Regions from separate parts of the Mus musculus genome. Here region 2 is linked to region 1. A link is a contact called in public Hi-C data. All regions are on one chromosome and are shown on one strand. Each heading gives the region's core, a stretch centred on a gene start, on an enhancer-like site or on the middle of the called end of the contact. The rest is flanking DNA. Distances are from core to core; before and after follow the strand shown.

Region 1 (4,035 bases), core at 1,244-3,743:
GCAGACCAAGCTAGCCTCAAACTCATAGAGAGATCCAGCCTTGAACTCAAAGATATCTGTCTTCCTGGAATTAAAGATATATGCCACCATGCCCATCAAGAGTTTGGGTATTGAATGTCTCCCAAAGTTCACATGCTAAAGGACTGTCCCTGACTGGAAGACGGAGGAGCCTTAGGAGGTGGGACCTGGGGAGGGGAGGAAGTTAGGTCATTGGGGTGGCCTTGAAGAGGGAGTGGTCATTCTCTACCTTCCTCCCTCTCTACTTCCTGGATGCCACATAACAAGCAATTGTATTCCACAAGTTCCCTGCAATATGACCCTGCCTCACCACAGGCCCAATAGCCAAAGCCAAGATGAATTTTCCCTCCTTTAAGTTAGCTCAAGTACATGGTCACAAAGACAAAGCCAGCTCACACACAGCCCAACCCCTGACAAAGAGGGGCGCAGCTATGCAGTGCAGCTCCCAGCCCTCACAGTGCTCCGGTGAAGTTCTGTGGAGAGCCTTGCTGCAAGCAATCGCGTGCGTGCTGCCAGTAATCGCTGTGGAGAGCCGTGCCGCGAGCAATCGCCATTATAAGATGGCGCTGGCCTCCGCTGTGCCTAACTAGTAAACAAGCCTTGTACGCAGGTGCGAGAGTGAACTCACTCCTAGTCACTCCCATTCTCGGGGTGTAATAGTGGGGTGATGGGCGAGCAACGAATCAGGAGCTGTCACGCCATATCAGGAGCTGAAACGTCACACTGTGGGCTATAAAAGTGGCGCCATTTTCCCAGTTCGGGGTCTTCCTGAAGAAGTAAGCAATAAAGCTTTTGCCCGGAAGATTCCGGTTTGTTGCGTCTTTCTTGCCGGTCGAGTGGGACACAATAAAGTTCCTCTCCACACACGCCACAGGGGCCTGCGTGATCTTCATAAGCTAAGTCCTGTTCACACTACTATCCGCTCCTCCCTTGGTTTCCTTCCACCAACCCCTCCTGTCAGCCACTGCCTGGGGGGCCTTCACGATGACTGGGTCGGCTGCCTGGGAGTCTCTCCTTCGTTCTTAGTCTGCAGAGTTCCTGCAACAAAGTAGCTAAAGGAAGCTAGAAGCCCACACAGTTAACGTGCTGCAGGGTTGATAGGGTTGTGAAGGAGAGGTTGCTCCTGAACGTCAGAGGACAGATCCCTGCTCTGGGCCCATGTGGAGAAAGAAAGTTTGGCTGTCATCTTCTAAGGACACGGTTCCTGTTATTTGACCTAGATCCAGAGAGACCAGAGTCCCCACTGAGCATGCTCAGGGTTGATTCTCCACAGGCACCACCCCCCAACCCCATCCCATTAAACCTGAAAATTGTAAGAAAGAGACTAAATCCACTATAATCCAATTAGAGCAAGCTTTATTAAATACTAGCTAGGAAGATGGACACTGGCCAGTTCCATACCCAGGATACTCAGAGAATAGCACTGAATTAAGTTAGTCAGGGGCTCATAAAGGCAAACCCCACAAGGCTATGGTGGATGCTTCCTGCTGCCATCCATTCAGTGGCAAGCATGCATTCTGACGTACTTCCTGCCTACGGACCCCCACCTCTGCGTGATCAAGCACATCTGTGCAGTTGGGGCAATCAACCTTATTTACCGAAGTGAAAACACGTGGCTTGCTATCTTATATGAACAGCAGATACACACACACACACACACACACACACACACACACACACACAACACACACACACACACACACACACACACACACACACACACACACACACACACACACACACACACACACACACCCCTGCATTCCAGAATACTATCTGTGCTTACAGGTTAATGTCAGCCCTTACAACCCCACCCCTCCCCCATATCTGCTCAGTTAGCATCAGAGCTATTTGTTTAGATTCATTCCAGGTTTGCAGTGTAGAACCCAGGCTGGAAAAATAGGATAGGCCCAGAGCCACAGGGAAGCCGAGCTCAGACAACCTGTTTCCCCCCACCCCACCCATTCCCAGGTACTTAAGAAGAAATTCATGCACAGTGATTGAAGGGGCCACGGATCCAGGGTGTAGTTCTGACCTAGGCAAGGGAGAGCAGGGTATGGCATCCAGATTCCCTCCCCTACTGGCATCTCCTACCTACCTATGAACAGGGAGTTCTGCCAGATGTGGGGCCAGGCTGCCTGGTCCCCCTGAGTCAGCCCCCTGAGGAGCTGGTAGGGACACCTTGCTGGAAACCCTTCACAGACAGAGGCTGCATCAGAGCTTAGCTGTACTAACTTATTATCACCCCACTATGACCCTTGGACTGATTAAGCCCTGTGATATCACCCTTGAAAAGAAATGCTCAGAGAGCAACACCCCTCCGTGGCCTCCACCTCCTGGCTCTTCGAGAGGAGAATGGTTTTGCAGAGAGAGCCCGGGTTAAGCCCGCAGAACGAGGGCTTAAAAGGCTTCCAAGAGCTTCCAGCAAACAGCCTGAGGATGTCACCCAGCACGGCCCTGGACCAGAAGCCTGAGCAAAATCAATACTGACTCAAAGGGCAGGCTGAGCCTGGATTAGCCCAATTGCTAGCTCCGTTGAGCAGAGTCCAGACTCTCGTGTTTTCTCGAAATCGGGAAAGAGATGACAAGCCTTGGCATTATTACCAGGGCATCAGAGCCACCTCGAACCAAATTCGTGTCCCACGGGTCCAAGCTAGCTCTCACAGGGAGCAGTAACTGCTCTCCATGACAGGAAGTGTGCACAGGCTGCATCTGCACACACTGCGGCCCTGCAATTCTGTCTCTTCCTGAACTGTTACTAGGCCTGAGATGAGACGAAGGAGGTCATTACAGAATGGAAACATGAAGAGAGGAACTCAGTCCGTTTACTGTCAGGTAGGTGGCCTTCTGTCCTGTGCAGTCCTGTGATGTCAGAAGTGACTTGTGGAGAATAGCCCTGCTTTCTCCTCATTCTTCTTGGAGCTACCCACCCAGACATCACCTCCATGCCTGGGGACCTCCATCCTGTCATCATACCCAGACAGAGTGGAGTCCAGGGCTGTCAGAAGACCCTGTTGTCTTCCAGAGCAGTCTGTAACAAAACTCCCATCAGGAATGACAGACAGGGTTCTATGACCCTGTGGTTTGGAAGTTGGAGCCTGTGCCCTTCCCACCCTCAGGAGCTTCCTCCTGCCTCTTCCAGCTCTCCATGGCTCTCTCCCAACTTGTCTGGATTCTGAATAAGTTCAGCTTTCACCTCCATCTCCACAAAGCCTTTATCCTGGTGTCTTGCTGGATCCTCTCCCCTCTTGTTTCTTATAAGGACACCAGCCATTTGGGTTAGAGCCGTCTGGGCTGTGTAGGCTGTCTTCATGTCAAGAGTTAGGGTTCCATTCCCCAGCATGGCTGCGATCAGCTTTAAGGTGATGTCTAAGGTATAAAAAAACAGGAAGTGCATAAGAGCTGGAGCTGCAGAGCTCATTCTGGAACATTCTGACACCAAGTGAGGTGATGTGGAGCCCAGTGGAAATATGTGTTTAGTGTTTAATATCTAACATGCTGTGTTGTGGACCTTGCTATCCAGCGAAGAAATCGCACAGAATGAAATCACACAAGAAACAAACCTGGGAAGGAAACCTACTCTGGATTGATGCTGCACTCCACCCTATAAAGCAAGCAAGCATGGCTAACCTGGGCTACGCTCTAAGGTGCTTCTTTTCACACTAAAGGAAGAAGTAACTAACTCGAGGCTGAGCAGGAAGAAGGGTGTGGCCCATGTCTACAATGCTCAGTGTAGCCCTACAGCTGTGGACCAGGCCAGGGAGGGCCCAGGCCTACCAACCTCAGCAGCTCACCCCGGTAACCCAAGGTTGATATGTCACTCTGACCATCATGGTATTTCCAGTGACTTGTGGCGGGAGGGGACTGGACTCATCACACTCCCAGCTTCGAGTGTTTGTGCAATGTCATTCTGTCATCGACCATCATTTATGGACGTTTTCATTCAGACTCCCAAACCCTCTGGCTTGGTGGCGAGTGTGGGTCAGCCTGGCAGGAGGGAGTGAGGGCTTTCAGCTG
Region 2 (4,182 bases), core at 1,551-4,050, 210 kb after region 1:
TATAGTTTAAAAAAAAAGTAGAGCCCTAGGTCCTTCCATCCCTGGAGGGCAAGTCTTAGGAAGGGTATGTTCTTGTGTGTGTGTGTGTGTGTGTGTGTGTGTGTGTGTGTGTGTGTGTGTGTGTGCATGGTGAGTACACAATGCACCTTTGAGAGAGCTTATAGCTGTGTGCCATGTGTATGTCTGTGTACACATGGAGAGTGTAGGAGAGTGTATACATGTGCATGTGTGTGTGTGTGTGAGTGTGTGTGCACATGTGCATGTGTGTATGAGTGTGTACGACTGTGTGTGAGAGTGTATGTGTACATGTGCATGTGAATTGTGTGAATGTGTGTGCAAGTGTCAGTGTGAGTGCATGTATGTGAGTGTATAAGTGCATGTGTGTGCATGCATGTGCATGTATATGTGAGTATGTGTGTGAGTGTGTGCATGTGAGTGTGTGTGTGTACACACATGCATGTGTATGTGTGTATGAATGTGAATGGGTGTGCATGTGAGTATGTGCAAGCATGCATATGCATGTATTTATGTGTGTGTGAGTGCATGAATCTGTGTGCTCTGTGTGTGTGTGTGTGTGTGTGTGTGTGTGTGTGTGTGTGTGTTGCTGGAAGGGAGCTTGCTCATCATTTCTCAGTCTTTCAGTGTCCTCAGGCCTCCTGTGATCTGAGGGAAAGGGCTGAAAAGACCCACTCAGAGTGTCTAGAAACTTCAGAGGCCATGGGGACAGTGCAAGACCCTGACAGTTCAACCTTTATGACTGTCCCCTTAGATTTCTCTTCTCCATGGCAAATGCTCAGCCAACTTCAAGACTAATGCACTATAAACCCACACCCTCTGTGTACTCTCATGATCCCCACCCATGTGCCTGCTCTGACTCCCCACCTCCACTGCTTGTAACACTGACAGGCTGGGGTTCCTGCTCCCCTTGACAGAGCAAGCCAGGGACTGTGCCTCCCAGGTGGGTGAGCTCCGTTCTCTTTGTCTTCCTCTTAAGACCAAGGAAAAACTGCTTTTCAGTTCCGTGTCTAACCTACTACTAAACCTGAGCCAGAATTACCTACACGGCATTTTCTTCCTCCTTGGAGCACAGTCACAATGGGTGACCAGATACCTATGGACTGCTCCATTTCCATGCCCCGGGTCCACCAGACCTGACATGTGCCATTGTCCCTGAAATGTGCTAAGACTCCAAAATGCCAGGCAACGCCAATTGCAGGAGCCGCTGACAGGCTGAAGAGGGACCGTTGCTCCCTGGGCAAAGAAGCAAAGTAGCTCCATGGGGGAGGCGAGGGAGGGGGGGATGGGATCCAAATTCCCAGAGTCTGACCCCCAGATCAGACTTGCTGTGTGATCTTAGACAAGCTTCTCTTGCTTCTCTGAGTGGGCTCCAAGCCTACAAAAGAAAACAATCCCTGTGGCCCTGACCTTCCAGGGCTTTGAAGGAATCATGGACATCCCTGTGCTTAGCCCACAGTAGCAAGTTATTTAGAGATTCTGAGAAAGGTGGATGGGGCTGGACTCTGTAGCCGGTGCCCAGGTTTTCTGAAGGGTTCAGAATTCCCCCAGCCTAGTATTCCTCATCCGCAGGGGTCCTTCACCCGGACTTTCAACTCAAAACCCAACAGACTTGATGGCCAGCAGGAAAGAGGGGCTGAGGCCAGCAGCTGACTCCCTTTTGATCTTTATTTAAAGGAGGATTCAGAAATCCTGCAGCACTGAAAAAGCCTGAAGGGAGGCTACTGCAGGGACAGAATTTTTTAAGCAGGCAGATCAAAGAAGGCGGCTGCTCCTAGAGCTCCCCACGTCTGAAGCCACCCTTTCATCCCTCGCCCTGCCTCAAGGTGCCAGGTGATGAGGGTGAACCATCACAGCCATGTGTGCCAGGCCAGGGAGCCACCGCATTGAGGAAGCAGAAACGGTTGGGTCCCGAGAGCTCACGGGCCAGCCAGACTAGCCCTTTTTGAAGTTCCAGGCCAGGGAGAGACCTTGTCTCAAAAAATAAATAAATAAGATGGAGGAGCGGCTAGAGAGAGGAGTCCGCAGTTGAGAACCCCGGCTGCTCTTCCACAGACCCAGGTTCAATTCCCAGCTTACAGCCATCCGTAACTCTAGTTCCGGAGAGCTAACGCCTTCTTCCTCTGGCCACCACATGGACCAGGTATACATTTGACACACAGATATACATTCAGGCAAAATATGCACACAAAGTCTTAAAATTAATTATTTAATGAAAATAAAAATAATCATTACCATTATTGTTGTTAATAATAATAGTAATAAGAGGTCAACCTCTAGCCTTCACATGCGTGCATCTCTCACCCCCACCCCCACCCTTGCATGTGCCCCTCCCCCGCTCGCCAGTATCCCCTGCACCCACGTGGTACCCCACAGCCTTCTCTGTCCTGTCCACAGGGAAGTTCTGCCATCAGCAAGGTCACACCTACAGTTCGTTTCTCAGAGAGCGTCTGCCACCCACCCCTGTCATGTGCTCCTCTTCATCCCTTTGTTCACGAGGGGCGAGATTCCATCTCTTCTCTGGCTGGGAGATGTATAACTCAAGGGCGAAGCTGGCCAAGAGAAAACTAGGACAGACTTCTGAAACGTGGAGGAGCCCGCGATACCCTTCACAGGTGAACTGCCTACTGTCCCCCAGGGGAGCGCTTTGTTTTTTGATAAAACAGCTGACACTTGTCTCCGGGAGCTCAGAATGAAGAAACTGGGGCAGCAGCTATTTATCCTAGCCAGGGATTACAGCATCCTGGCCTGATATCCCCTGGGGATCCAGCTGACTACTCAACCAAAATACAAAATCGGGGCTCAGATGTGAGGCTTTTTTCGTGTGCCATGCAGTGGTTGGCCGGCATCTTTCTGTCTTTCTGACACAAGCAGGAGCCAAAAACAAGTTGCCAACAGGTGCCCAGCTTAGGTGCTGACCTCTGCTATCTGGATACAGAAGCTTCGTGCCCCTAATAATTCAAGTCCATGGGATATAGACGCTGCATGGGGGATTAGCATTGACCAGTAAAGACTTGGAGAGAGGTTGAGGAAGATCCAGGCTTCTGAGAAGGTGAGAAGCATGTAGAAGCTTTGGGATATAGACCCACATCCTGCCGGACAACCCCCATGTCACACACACACACACACACACACACACACACACACACACCTCACAACCGGCCTGGCTTCAGCACCACGACACTGGACAGATCCCCATCTCGCTCACTGGGCCCTGCTCTCTGAGGGCCTGCAGCCTTCTTGGGAGAGACTTAGACTACTTACTCTACCTTGTATTGGCAAAGCCCGGAAGTAAGGGAGAGATTTCCCTAGGGGGTGGGATGGGGGGCTGAAACACAGGGGGAGGGATTGTTGGGCGAAAGGCCCAGCCTCACTTCGATCAGAGGCACTAGCGTAAGGGGATACACGGAGCTCACAGGGTCCTCCCTAGAACCGAAGCTCAGTTAAACAGCTGTGTCGAATTAAATAAGTAATAAATAAATCCCAGCAGTGGTGGGTTCGCTACCCATCTCAATGGTTTCCATTCTAGATTGAAAGACATACACACAGTCTTTACATTTTGATATACCTTAATCAGTACAATAGCTGGGCCACTCCCTAACCTCCATACAGGTAATCCACCTCCCAACAATAACCCCGAGGTATTACTTACTAAATTCTATATTCCATCTTGGCTGCTCTGGATCGAGAGGGCTGCCCAACCAGGCTGCACTCTGTTCCGCGCTCTGGGCCACGCTCTCCCGGCTCCTTCCCACGGCCATGCCTCTCTGTCCTGCACTCTTCTCAGGCATGATGTCTCTCCTCTCCTCCACGTTCTCCCCGCCTGGCAGATCTACTCTCTTTCTCGCCCTCTCTCCCAGTCCCAAGCTCGGGAAAATTAAAAAACAAAACAAAACACCTCTGTCTGTCCTTCCCAGCTATTGGCTGTTGGCATTTCTATTTACCAACTGGGGGTAGGTTCCAAGAAGCTATGTGCAGACACTCCTGTAAGCAGTTTTGGGGACCCAGCATTAGGTCAAACCCACTACACAGCTGCAGTCAACCTGTTGCGCTACCGTCCTGCCTGGTCCATGCTTGCTGTCTCTGCCTCTATTTCTCAGTACCAGTTACCAGGCAGCAGCTGCACTCCAGTTCTAAGCCAGGGCTCTGCTCCTGTGGAAACCCAGA

The links. A called contact is a pair of places that touch in the nucleus more often than the background predicts.
Region 2: a Hi-C map of rod photoreceptor shows a contact between it and region 1, with 2.5 times the contacts expected there. The contact joins two enhancer-like sites. A contact is called at or near these places in 3 of 484 Hi-C or Micro-C datasets (embryonic stem cells, nephron progenitors and rod photoreceptor).

Annotation. Positions count from the first base shown.
Region 1 is chr4:153,691,623-153,695,657 of GRCm38.p6, forward strand. No RefSeq gene overlaps it. Among named protein-coding and RNA genes, the nearest start is that of Gm42360, 75 kb to the left of the region's middle. Within about 2 kb of position 2,494, at least 5 of the 459 cell types and tissues checked have an H3K27ac peak or open chromatin away from gene starts, as enhancers often do. A contact at or near this core is called in rod photoreceptor, where this site is marked.
Region 2 is chr4:153,902,526-153,906,707 of GRCm38.p6, forward strand. No RefSeq gene overlaps it. Among named protein-coding and RNA genes, the nearest start is that of Gm25880, 28 kb to the left of the region's middle. Within about 2 kb of position 2,801, at least 8 of the 459 cell types and tissues checked have an H3K27ac peak or open chromatin away from gene starts, as enhancers often do. A contact at or near this core is called in rod photoreceptor, where this site is marked.